Linked DNA regions of Mus musculus: region 1 is linked to region 2. Evidence: chromatin contacts called from public HiChIP or PLAC-seq data. All regions are on one chromosome and are shown on one strand. Each heading gives the region's core, a stretch centred on a gene start, on an enhancer-like site or on the middle of the called end of the contact. The rest is flanking DNA. Distances are from core to core; before and after follow the strand shown.

Evidence for each region. HiChIP or PLAC-seq counts read pairs in DNA pulled down with a chosen protein or histone mark.
Region 1: a contact with region 2 is called in an H3K27ac HiChIP or PLAC-seq map of the NIH/3T3 cell line, with 2.5 times the contacts expected there. The contact joins two enhancer-like sites.

What each region holds. Positions count from the first base shown.
Region 1 is chr16:86,399,415-86,404,462 of GRCm38.p6, forward strand. No RefSeq gene overlaps it. Among named protein-coding and RNA genes, the nearest start is that of Gm32357, 170 kb to the left of the region's middle. Within about 2 kb of position 2,112, at least 13 of the 459 cell types and tissues checked have an H3K27ac peak or open chromatin away from gene starts, as enhancers often do. A contact at or near this core is called in the NIH/3T3 cell line, where this site is marked.
Region 2 is chr16:86,092,561-86,097,432 of GRCm38.p6, forward strand. No RefSeq gene overlaps it. Among named protein-coding and RNA genes, the nearest start is that of Gm32357, 140 kb to the right of the region's middle. Within about 2 kb of position 2,126, at least 45 of the 459 cell types and tissues checked have an H3K27ac peak or open chromatin away from gene starts, as enhancers often do. A contact at or near this core is called in the NIH/3T3 cell line, where this site is marked.

The sequences.
Region 1 (5,048 bases), core at 862-3,361, 310 kb after region 2:
GGAGCAATAGCAGAGGTGTATGTGTGGCTTCCTGCTCATGACTGTGACTAACTGGACCCTCTTGTCCCTCTTTATGACATGATCTCCCTAGTAAATGAGTGAACACTTCATCAAGAGAAATCATTGACAGGAGGCAGAGAATAATTAGCCATCCATTTCCAAGTAGCCTTATTCTCTTTTATTTCAGTATTTGTAAACTGTTTTTTTTATTTATTCCTTCAGTATGGCTTACGATTTATTAACTAATGTGAGCATTAGATGCAGTTGTATTTGTTCATGAAGCAATGATTCATCATTTTTAACAAGGTATATAACAAGTTGTATGAATTTATTCCTAATTCATTGGGTTTTTGTTTTATTTCATTTTTTGACTTTAATCTTCTAGAAAAAAACACCAGCACTATTGTGAGGTCTCAGCACTGATTTCTGCAGCTCCCGACAAAGCTGAGACAATGTTTCTTTAGGATATTTTCCAAGAGTGGAATTCTGTGCACTTGGGTCTTCTCCTTCACAGTTTCCTGAATGATGCCAAATTCCCTTTGAAAATGACATCAGTGAATGGTCTAGCTGTTTGAGCTCTCACTATACTTTATCCTGGCCAAAATTTTGTGTTTAGGAACTTGTTACATGTTTTGCCAATCTGGTAAGTGTTAAGTGGTATCCCTTTGTGGCATTAATTGGACTTTCCCTCATTACGAAAGACATCCAAATGATTTATGTTATGAATGATTCACAGAAATGATCATTCTGAATATTACTAATAATTACATTAAGATACAGAAATGTGGGAACTTAAAGTCCTGAATAACATTCATTTTATAGACTATGATTGTGGGTGCATCGTGAACTGTTCTTTCAAGGCCTTTAGGGTGCGATATTAACTGACACAGAAAGTTAGTCTTTAGGCTTATATCCTCATTCTTTCAAAATAAACCTTTGTTTGATGTTCATTGTTATCCTTTAATAAATTGATAAGTGTGCTAAATTGGTGTGTGTTTAAATCATATCTATACCCAATGTTTGTCCTAACCCCTCTAAGACATCCCTCTCACAACTCCATATTCCCTTCTTCTTAAACACTTCTCTCTGTTTTAAATGACTCACTGAGTTTAGCTCGCATTACTAACACAAAGATGAGTGTAGGGTCATCTACTAGAGTGTGGACAACTTACTATGTGCCATACCCCTGAACAACCCTAAACATTCTGCTGTAAGTACCCCCCCAAAAAATTCCAGTTTTATTTTATCAGATTTTATCACCCTGTCTTGGATTGGGCAGCGGATCTAAAGTGGATGTGAAGACTTTTAAAATACTTGCCAAGAAGCAATAAAATGATAGAGCTTGGATTTCTACTTCCAGCATTGTTACTGCTTTGTGATATTGAAAGATGAAATTCAAAATGAAATAGACATTTGGGTAACCATATATCAAATATTAGTTTTGTCTTAGAAGTTATAGGTTAAACCAATCTGCTAGTAAAAATTTAAAACATGCTGGCAAAGTATGGCAAAAACTCACCTCTTTTATACTGTAATGGGAATATAAATAGTAGGGAAACTATGAAGACAGCTTGAAGGATTCATTGAAGAAATTACAATAATATGAGTATACTATATACTATCTTAGAAATAATTAAAATTTTTTCAGCTATGATTATTTATTATCTATCACAGATCTGTGAAAATCAAAAGGAAACTGGTTTTATAACCATCTACATTTTTATATATGCTGTGGATGGCACTGAAAAGTGTTAGCATTATTTAAAGTGCTATTAGATATGTTAGTGAGTTTATTAACTTTATAGTGCATAACATATACTTGGAAATGAAAATTTTTTATATAATTTTGAACTGTATATCATAAAATAAATAGAAGTTCCCAAAAGTAGTTACACATAAAGTTATGGTTTTAACATTAGTTAGCTGACCACATAATTGGCTTTACTATTTCAAGCTTTCGGCTAAGACTATACCTCATGCATTGCATGAATATTTTCCTTAAAGAATCTAATACTTCAAAATAGAATTTTATATTCAGGATACATGCCAGCCCTCAAGCCACAACTATGCTCACATTGAAAAACAATGCTGTACACCTCATTCCAGCAAAAATGTTCACATATTCATGAGGAGATCTGATTGGATTCTAGCAGTCAGACCACACAGTACCATGACGCTGGCATAATTTATTACTATGAACTTGGCAAAGGCACCATAGGTGGTTATACATGGGAAGAGCCACATTCCTCCTTTCCTTTCTCTTTTATTGTCTCACATCTTTTGGCATTTATAGCTGAACTTATGGCATTTATATACATTTTTAACACTCTATGCTCAAGCAGAGGCTAACAGCAGCATTGATCATGAATGAGGCTGGATAGAAACACAGGCTTCTCCCTAGAGCAATGGAAGTTTTGGATAAGGTGTTTGAGTTTCGTTTTCAGTATGTCTTTTGTAACAATCTTTCTTGCACAGATTCACTTGAATCATAAAAACCATCATTTCTAGTAATAGTGATTATTCAAATGATAGCTAAATCTTATGCATTGATTCCAATTACTTCATATCAATATCAATTACTTATCTAGCCATAAAAAAGCAGTGAAATACAACCATGCATTATTATATACAGTGACCTTCCTTATTTTTCACTTGACTGATACATTATGCTTCTTTTCTTGTGCTTATATCAGTTAAAATTAAGTTCATAGATTTTAGATTTTAACATTTTGATAAAGGACCGTATGTAATATATAGGTAAAATATACAGAGGAATATTAAACTTCATTCTTTAAGGAGACCTTCTGTCAATCAAGTTAGCTTATCATATTAGAATAAGTTTAAGCTGTTTTACTCTGTTTATTAACTGGATTACTCACATCCACTCTGAATCTACATTATTTTGCCTTTGGTTCTTTTCCTTCTGTGACTGACTTGTTACCTTAGGACAACCACAGATGAGACCTTCAGGGGATGGAGCCCACTTCCCTGGCTTTGGGGAATCTTCCTCTGACTATGGGCACCAATCCAGTCAAGACTCTTAAACACTTACTCATTTCTCAGTGATGAGCTCCAAGGATCAAAACATTAAATAGCTGTACCCATCTACATGCCTGTGGACCACAACAGTGATCATCATGGAAAGATAGTCCCAAGGAAGGAATCCATGCATTTCACTGCAAACCTAGACAGCATTCTGTGCTGGAGAGGTGGTAAACTCCAGAGGCAAACATACTACTGATATTTTACTATAACAATGCATGTTCTACCTGTTTCACATTTACCCTTTACACCTCCATGTAAGTGTAGAACTCACCTCTCAACAAAGAAACATCTTTTTGTAACACATACTGACGATTAGGGAGATCTAAAATTCATCAAAATGCTTGAAACACAAGTGGATGTGTGATGTACAACTCTGACAAACACATCTACAATACAACTACTACTTCTAAACAGGCACTTGCTACAGTGTGTGAAATTTAATCATGAGGACTGTTCAACTTCTTTCCTCAACATTTATAATATGTGCCTACTTTTAATTTAAGGTGCAAGAATAGTCTCAGAAGACAGGGCAGACAATTGTAAGAACCACGGGACTGCAATGGAGATAATACATTCTAGACAGGACAGGGAAACTGAGTCCATTTTCCCTCAACAATATGGTTCTCAAACAAGAGATGCCCAATGGCAAGTTGTTCTGCTGACTTGGAGAGAGTAAACTTTTGTGAGGACCCATCCCTAGACAAAGAGCTACAGAACATAAATGGCTGCAGACAACTGAGGGAATATCAGGTTTCTTCAGGAACAAGTCCCTGATAGATCAGCCCTACATAAAAACAACTGTAAATATCCTGTAAATAATATATACTAATAACCAAACACCTACTGTAATAATTAAAGAAGAGGTCATGAATTTGAGAGGAAGTAGGGATCATGGGAAGAGTTGAAATGAGAAAAAGAAAGACGATGGAAAAATATAAATATACTATTCATTTATAAAATATTTGAATGTTTTAAAATTAAAGAATACTAAGAGGAAGTGGATATATTTTCTTTGTTGTTTTATTGCTATTCACAATGAGTAAAAATTAAACTTCTCATAAAAACTAATATGATAAGTACTGCTATCATGAATGATTTCATTTATCTTAAGGTCTACTGGACTCTTAAATGTCTAAAGAGAAGCACAGTTGGTTTTTCACTGTGGCTTAAAGCTGAGTTTGATTACCTCAGAACAGTTTGTTGGAAATTGTACAGAGAAGCTAGTGTAAAGTCAGTTCCTGCTCTTCATAGGAGAGTCAGTATTAGAATGACACATGTGGCCTCAGGATGTCTCCTTGAACAAAAGTGCCAACTCCAGTCACTTGATACATCCTGTTGCCAGTCACAGCATGCCACTCTGCCTGGTTTATGGTTTCCTTTTTACTTACCAGCAGATTACCTCAAATAAAAACCACTGTCATGGATGACTACCCTTGGAGCCTTATTTAAGGAAACTCACATTACGTGATAAACATTAGGAAAATTACACAAAAAGTCAGTATTCTCAAAGATTGCCCTGGTTTGCATTTTCATGTAAAAAGTAATATTAGCACACATCATCATGATCAGTACATTCAAGAGAGGGTTGGACAAGAAGCTACACACATGTCCACCAACATCTTAGTGATGTGCTCATGGTTGGTAAAGGGAAAAACCAATGGGTGCTACCTTCAAAACATATCCTGGGTTTTATTTGATTCTAATAACTCCTAATACAAATAAAACTGTATTTAAGAGAACCAGGTTACACTATCAAAACACACCATTTTAAATGACTTCAGAACAAACATTCTTATAACTAGTGCCTCAGAATTTCTATTGCTATGATAAACACCATGTCCAAAAGACCTTAGGGAAGAGAGTGCTTATTTTGTGCCACAATTTTCAGATCATACTCTATCACCTAGAGAATGAAAGGCAGGACCAGATACAGGAACTGATACAGAGGTCACAGAAGAAGGATGCTCATTGGCATGCTCTTCATGTCTTGCTTAGTCTGCTGT
Region 2 (4,872 bases), core at 876-3,375:
TAAACTCTGTCAGTCAGTCAAGCAACCAAAAAGATGTGAGAAAAAGAAAACTAGAAAGGAGGAAAGTGGTGAGGGGCATGATAAGGAGAGGATAGGAATGAGAGGACTCAGAATATGTTGTATGTGTGATTGAAACTGTCAAAGAAGATCATAAAATCAAAATAACTGAGATAAACACAGTACATTATCATCTTTAATTTGACAATTTTGTGCATATTTTCACATAACTTACAAATTGTCCATCAATATTCACAGATAACTTGTCACTGAAGAAATAGCTTTGCAAACATTTATAGAAATTGGCTTATCCTTTAACAGAGTGCAGGATTATACTCTGTAGGCTGGTATGTGGACCAAAGATTTTGTGGACATAACCAGGAGAAGGAAGAGCAATCTCAATATGGTTTAAAAACGATATGTTTTGCCACTGATCATGACAACAAACTATAGACTATGGACCCTGTAAATACAGGGCCATCCTGAAATAAAATAATCAAAAAATTTGTTCGTACACATTTGTGTATAATATTTAGTTTTAGTATTCTGTGAATAAATAAATGTTTGGTTACTCTTAGTATGGTGTTAAGTTTAGTTATGGGTATGAAAACCTTTAGTCACATTTATAACACAAATTTACTAACCTGTCAATAATTTGGCAGTAAGCATGTTGGACATACTTTCACGTTTGTTGGAGGGGTCTCTGATGCAATAGCTATTCATATATTGCACACAGCTTACTATATGAACCTCAGTTCTGTAGGGCTTCTTTATAAATAGACACTGCTGAGTCACTGTGATTTATTATTTTGGTAAAATTTCAGAGTAGTAGCTATGAACTTTTTATAAAATAATGTACAGGACTGAGAAAGAGCTGAAGGCAATTAACAGGATGGAATTTTGTTTCAGTCAGACAAAAACCATCTCTACTTCAGGGTAGACATTCAAAACATGGCATGTTCCCTCTTGACCTCTCTTCTGTATTAATGATGAATCCAAAAGAAAAAAAAAGAAAGAAAGAAAAAACAAAACAAAACAAAACCCAGGAACAAGAAAAAGGACACTCAATCTTTCTTGCTGTGATCAGACAGAGAGGCTAAAGGAAGGACGCCTCCTTTGTAGAGAAGATGAGCATAGTGCTCCACAGTTCTATTCTGTCCATGCTACCCTCAGGGACTACCTTAGAGACAAGTTGGAATTTGTCACTTTGGGCAGAGTGAATGTCACACTATAGAAAGGAAACAAAGATTCTCACAAGAGAACAAAGAAAGGTGAGTGACCCAAGGACTTGAGTTGAAAGTTATATTTTTGGAGTGATTTCTAAGGCATTTTAGAAAAGCTCTGGATAAAATAATTCATTTATTTCCTTTTTCTTCTGTGGTTGTCTGACTTCAGTGTATTTAAGGTTATGCAGAGCAGCTTAGTATAATACAACTGCTGACATTTCATTCAGGGAAGCAATTAGTTCCCATTAATTTTGCTGTTCAGAAATGACAAATCATAGGTATTGGGGGGTTGTTTATGTATGTGTTGCAAACAAATATTTGTTTGTTTGCATGAGTATGTATTGTGTGTGCCTGCATGTGTGTGTGTGTGTGTGTGTGTGTGTGTGTGTACATGTTAGTAAAATATGAGATTGACACTTTGGGATATTTTCCTTAACATACATACACACACACACACACACACACACACACACACACACACACACACACACACACACACATATATATCACAATTTCTTACTGAAACTGAATCTCACGAATTCAGCTAAATTTATAGTCAATGAACTCCATAGACCTAGCTGTCACTATCTCCCAGTGATGTCATTACAGACATGTGCTACCATGTCAGGCTATGAGTCCTAGAGCTCTAAATTCAGTATCCCACCCAGCCTACAATGACATTATGAGAAACTCTGCTGTCTTTCTCTGTTTGCCCCTGCTCTGTGACTTGCCCAGGAGAGACAAACAACGGTCTATTCACTGCACACAGAACACTGACAATAGGTCAAGGAAATGATTCCAGTAAAGGCTAAATTGATGATCCAGTGAGTTTACTGGGCTTACTGGCAAGAATGTGGGTGTGGGGTTACTTACAAAAGCATAAGTGACTCAAGGTCCACTGCATTCCTGAAAAGCCCAGGTCAGCATGGTGATGAGTCATTGAAGCTACATCTCTGGAGTTTCCTATCCAGTCTCTCCCTTCCAGAGATAGCTACTACATTTATAGCCAATGGGCGGTGCTTTGGGAATGTGGGACTTCCTAAGTTTCCTGGGTCTTGTAAGTTTCATTAGCATTCTGAAGCTTCTTTGATTCCCTCAATGAGAGAATGTTGCTGAGGAAATATATTTTTCTGGGATATCAATTTCATTGTACCTCAGAGAGAAATTGAAGCTATAGGAGTAAAGGCGCCTCAAATAAATAAATCTCCATTTATCCCATCTTTTTGAAGCACTGTCTTTTAGTGAATTTTTGACATTTAAATTATATTTTGTTTTGTTTTGTTTTATTTCTATCTCTTTCAATAGAATCCTCCATTTTTTTCAGAGATCACTAAATGTGTAAAAATATTCTAGTATTCAGTGTGTTTTGCTATTACCCAGCTATTCAATGTTGAATATACAAGTTCAGTTTTTTCCATTTATTCCTTTAATCCTTTTCTCTAAGTGATCTCATTCTTTTACGTAAATACAGGCATGATATGTTTGCCAAAAATTCCCAAATGTATGACATTTGTTTGACTTTGTTTTTTAGCTTTGTATCTGTATATTACAACGATTTTTGTGCTTCTGGTTACCATATCTATGGAACAAATACTGGTAGCCTACAGGATGAAAGTCTTTATTTTTGTTTATAATTGTATTACTCCCATATATTTCAAAAGGGCAATACAGCATTATGCCTATTTTATCTTTTATTAATTCTTATCATTATCTACTTATTTTCTTTGATTTTGGTGAATGATCTTACAAAAATAAAATTTGCTTAGATCATTTTCAATATTTTTGCTTTACAAAGAAGTCATGGGGCTGGAAAAATGGCTCAGTGCCCTTATTGCCAAACCTGATGACTTGTGTTCAGATTCTAGGGCTTAAATCATTGAAAGTGAAAATTAAATTCCTTAAGTTGTCCTCTGTCTTCACACTCATGATGCAGTATGAATGTTTATGAATGAGTGTGTGTATATATGCGTGTGTATGTCTAACAGAGAGAGAGAGAGAGAGAGAGAGAGAGAGAGAGAGAGAGAGAGAGAGAGAGAGGGCATTATGAAAAGGGATTTATTTTAAGTTGACTTATATGGTAGTAGCTGTATATTTCAATAATATCAGTCTGATCTCTGGATGAGGAGAGAATTCAATAGTGGCTCAGTCTAAAATTTTGAACACTTCAATTGTCACAAACCCAAATCTGGTATTGAATTGAGAAGTATTTCTGGAACCACTGGTATGAAGTCTATCTACATTGGAAAACAGAATGAGATGGAGTCCAGAGTCAGTTAAGGATCAGGGCAGCACAAATATCATGCACTCACTCAGCAGGTACAAGCAAGGCAAGGTCATGTACACTGCTTCTAATTCAGTCGTCTCTGTATCTGAAAACTGCCACACTATGCTCAGATGCAGGCCATATCTCCTTTTGGTTACTCCTCCCTACTAACACTCTCACAGACATGCCCCCAGTTATGTCTTCCAAGTTATCCCAAACCCTGTCAATATGGCAATCAGCACCATCATCACATCAAGTGAAATTCAAATAGTCGTGTTATTTTCCTGAAATTTGAGAGTATCAACTTGAAAGTGACCTTCAGGGTTCATCATCTCTTTAGAGGATGACTGAAGGTAGATAGAAAAATTTGGGTCCACTACATAAGTACGTTTTTCAATGTTTTTCAATATCTGGTGTTTTGAATGTATGAGACAATGTCCTTCATAATGTTTCTATCCGTTTGTTTAGGACTCATTTGTATTCTGTTTCAAATTTTAAGAAAAAAGGAACACTTTAGAGAATACTGTTCAGTTAATCCAACCAAGGCTTTTCTTTTGGGGTAACAAGTTAAGGTTCTTTAATGAGTTGGTCACTCAGACATCATACTTTCCTTAAGTGTCATGCATGGTGTCCTGGTGTGTCTTGGACTATTTGAGTTAAAACAACAGAGCTAGTTGTTGGGAAGGATGTAATGAGGTGTTAAGTATTCATCTTGTCCAAAGAATAACATGGCTAAAAATACTATCTTCCCAATAATAGCACTGAGTGTAGCTTCAGAATTTACAGAACTGAACTTAGAGCATTTGCTTAACTCATCTATCTACATTTTTTTCCATTTACTATCTTAGCTCCATAATTAAGCTATGAAAATTCAGGACAGCTATTCACTTTTTCTGCCAGACCCACTCCAGTGAAGTTATTTGGGTTCCATTCATTGTCCTGTACACAATAAGATTTTGCTCTTCTGTATAATCAAACGATGATCCATCCAGTATATTCACACCACACTTTACTGGTTCATCTATCGATGGGGATCTACGCTAATTCTGTACCCTGAATGTAATCATATTATGTCTGCCTTCTTTCCTTGATCATATACTCAAGCAAGTGGGAAGGAAAAACACAGGGTGTGAGTAGACAAGACAAGGACCCTGGGTTGCCACACCCACTTCAGTGAAGACTGTGTGCCAGGCCCAAAAGCTTGGACACAGTCCTAAGGCAAAAATGTTTCATGGAAACTTAGCCTCCTGGAACCTTGGCATTCCCATCGCACGAATGCTCCAAATTTGTCCCTGTGATAGTGTGGATGGTCTTGCATGCTTTCTTGCAGTATTTTATTGGATAGGAGTTAGAAATCTCAGGGTAAGCTTAGCAAAGTATACTTAG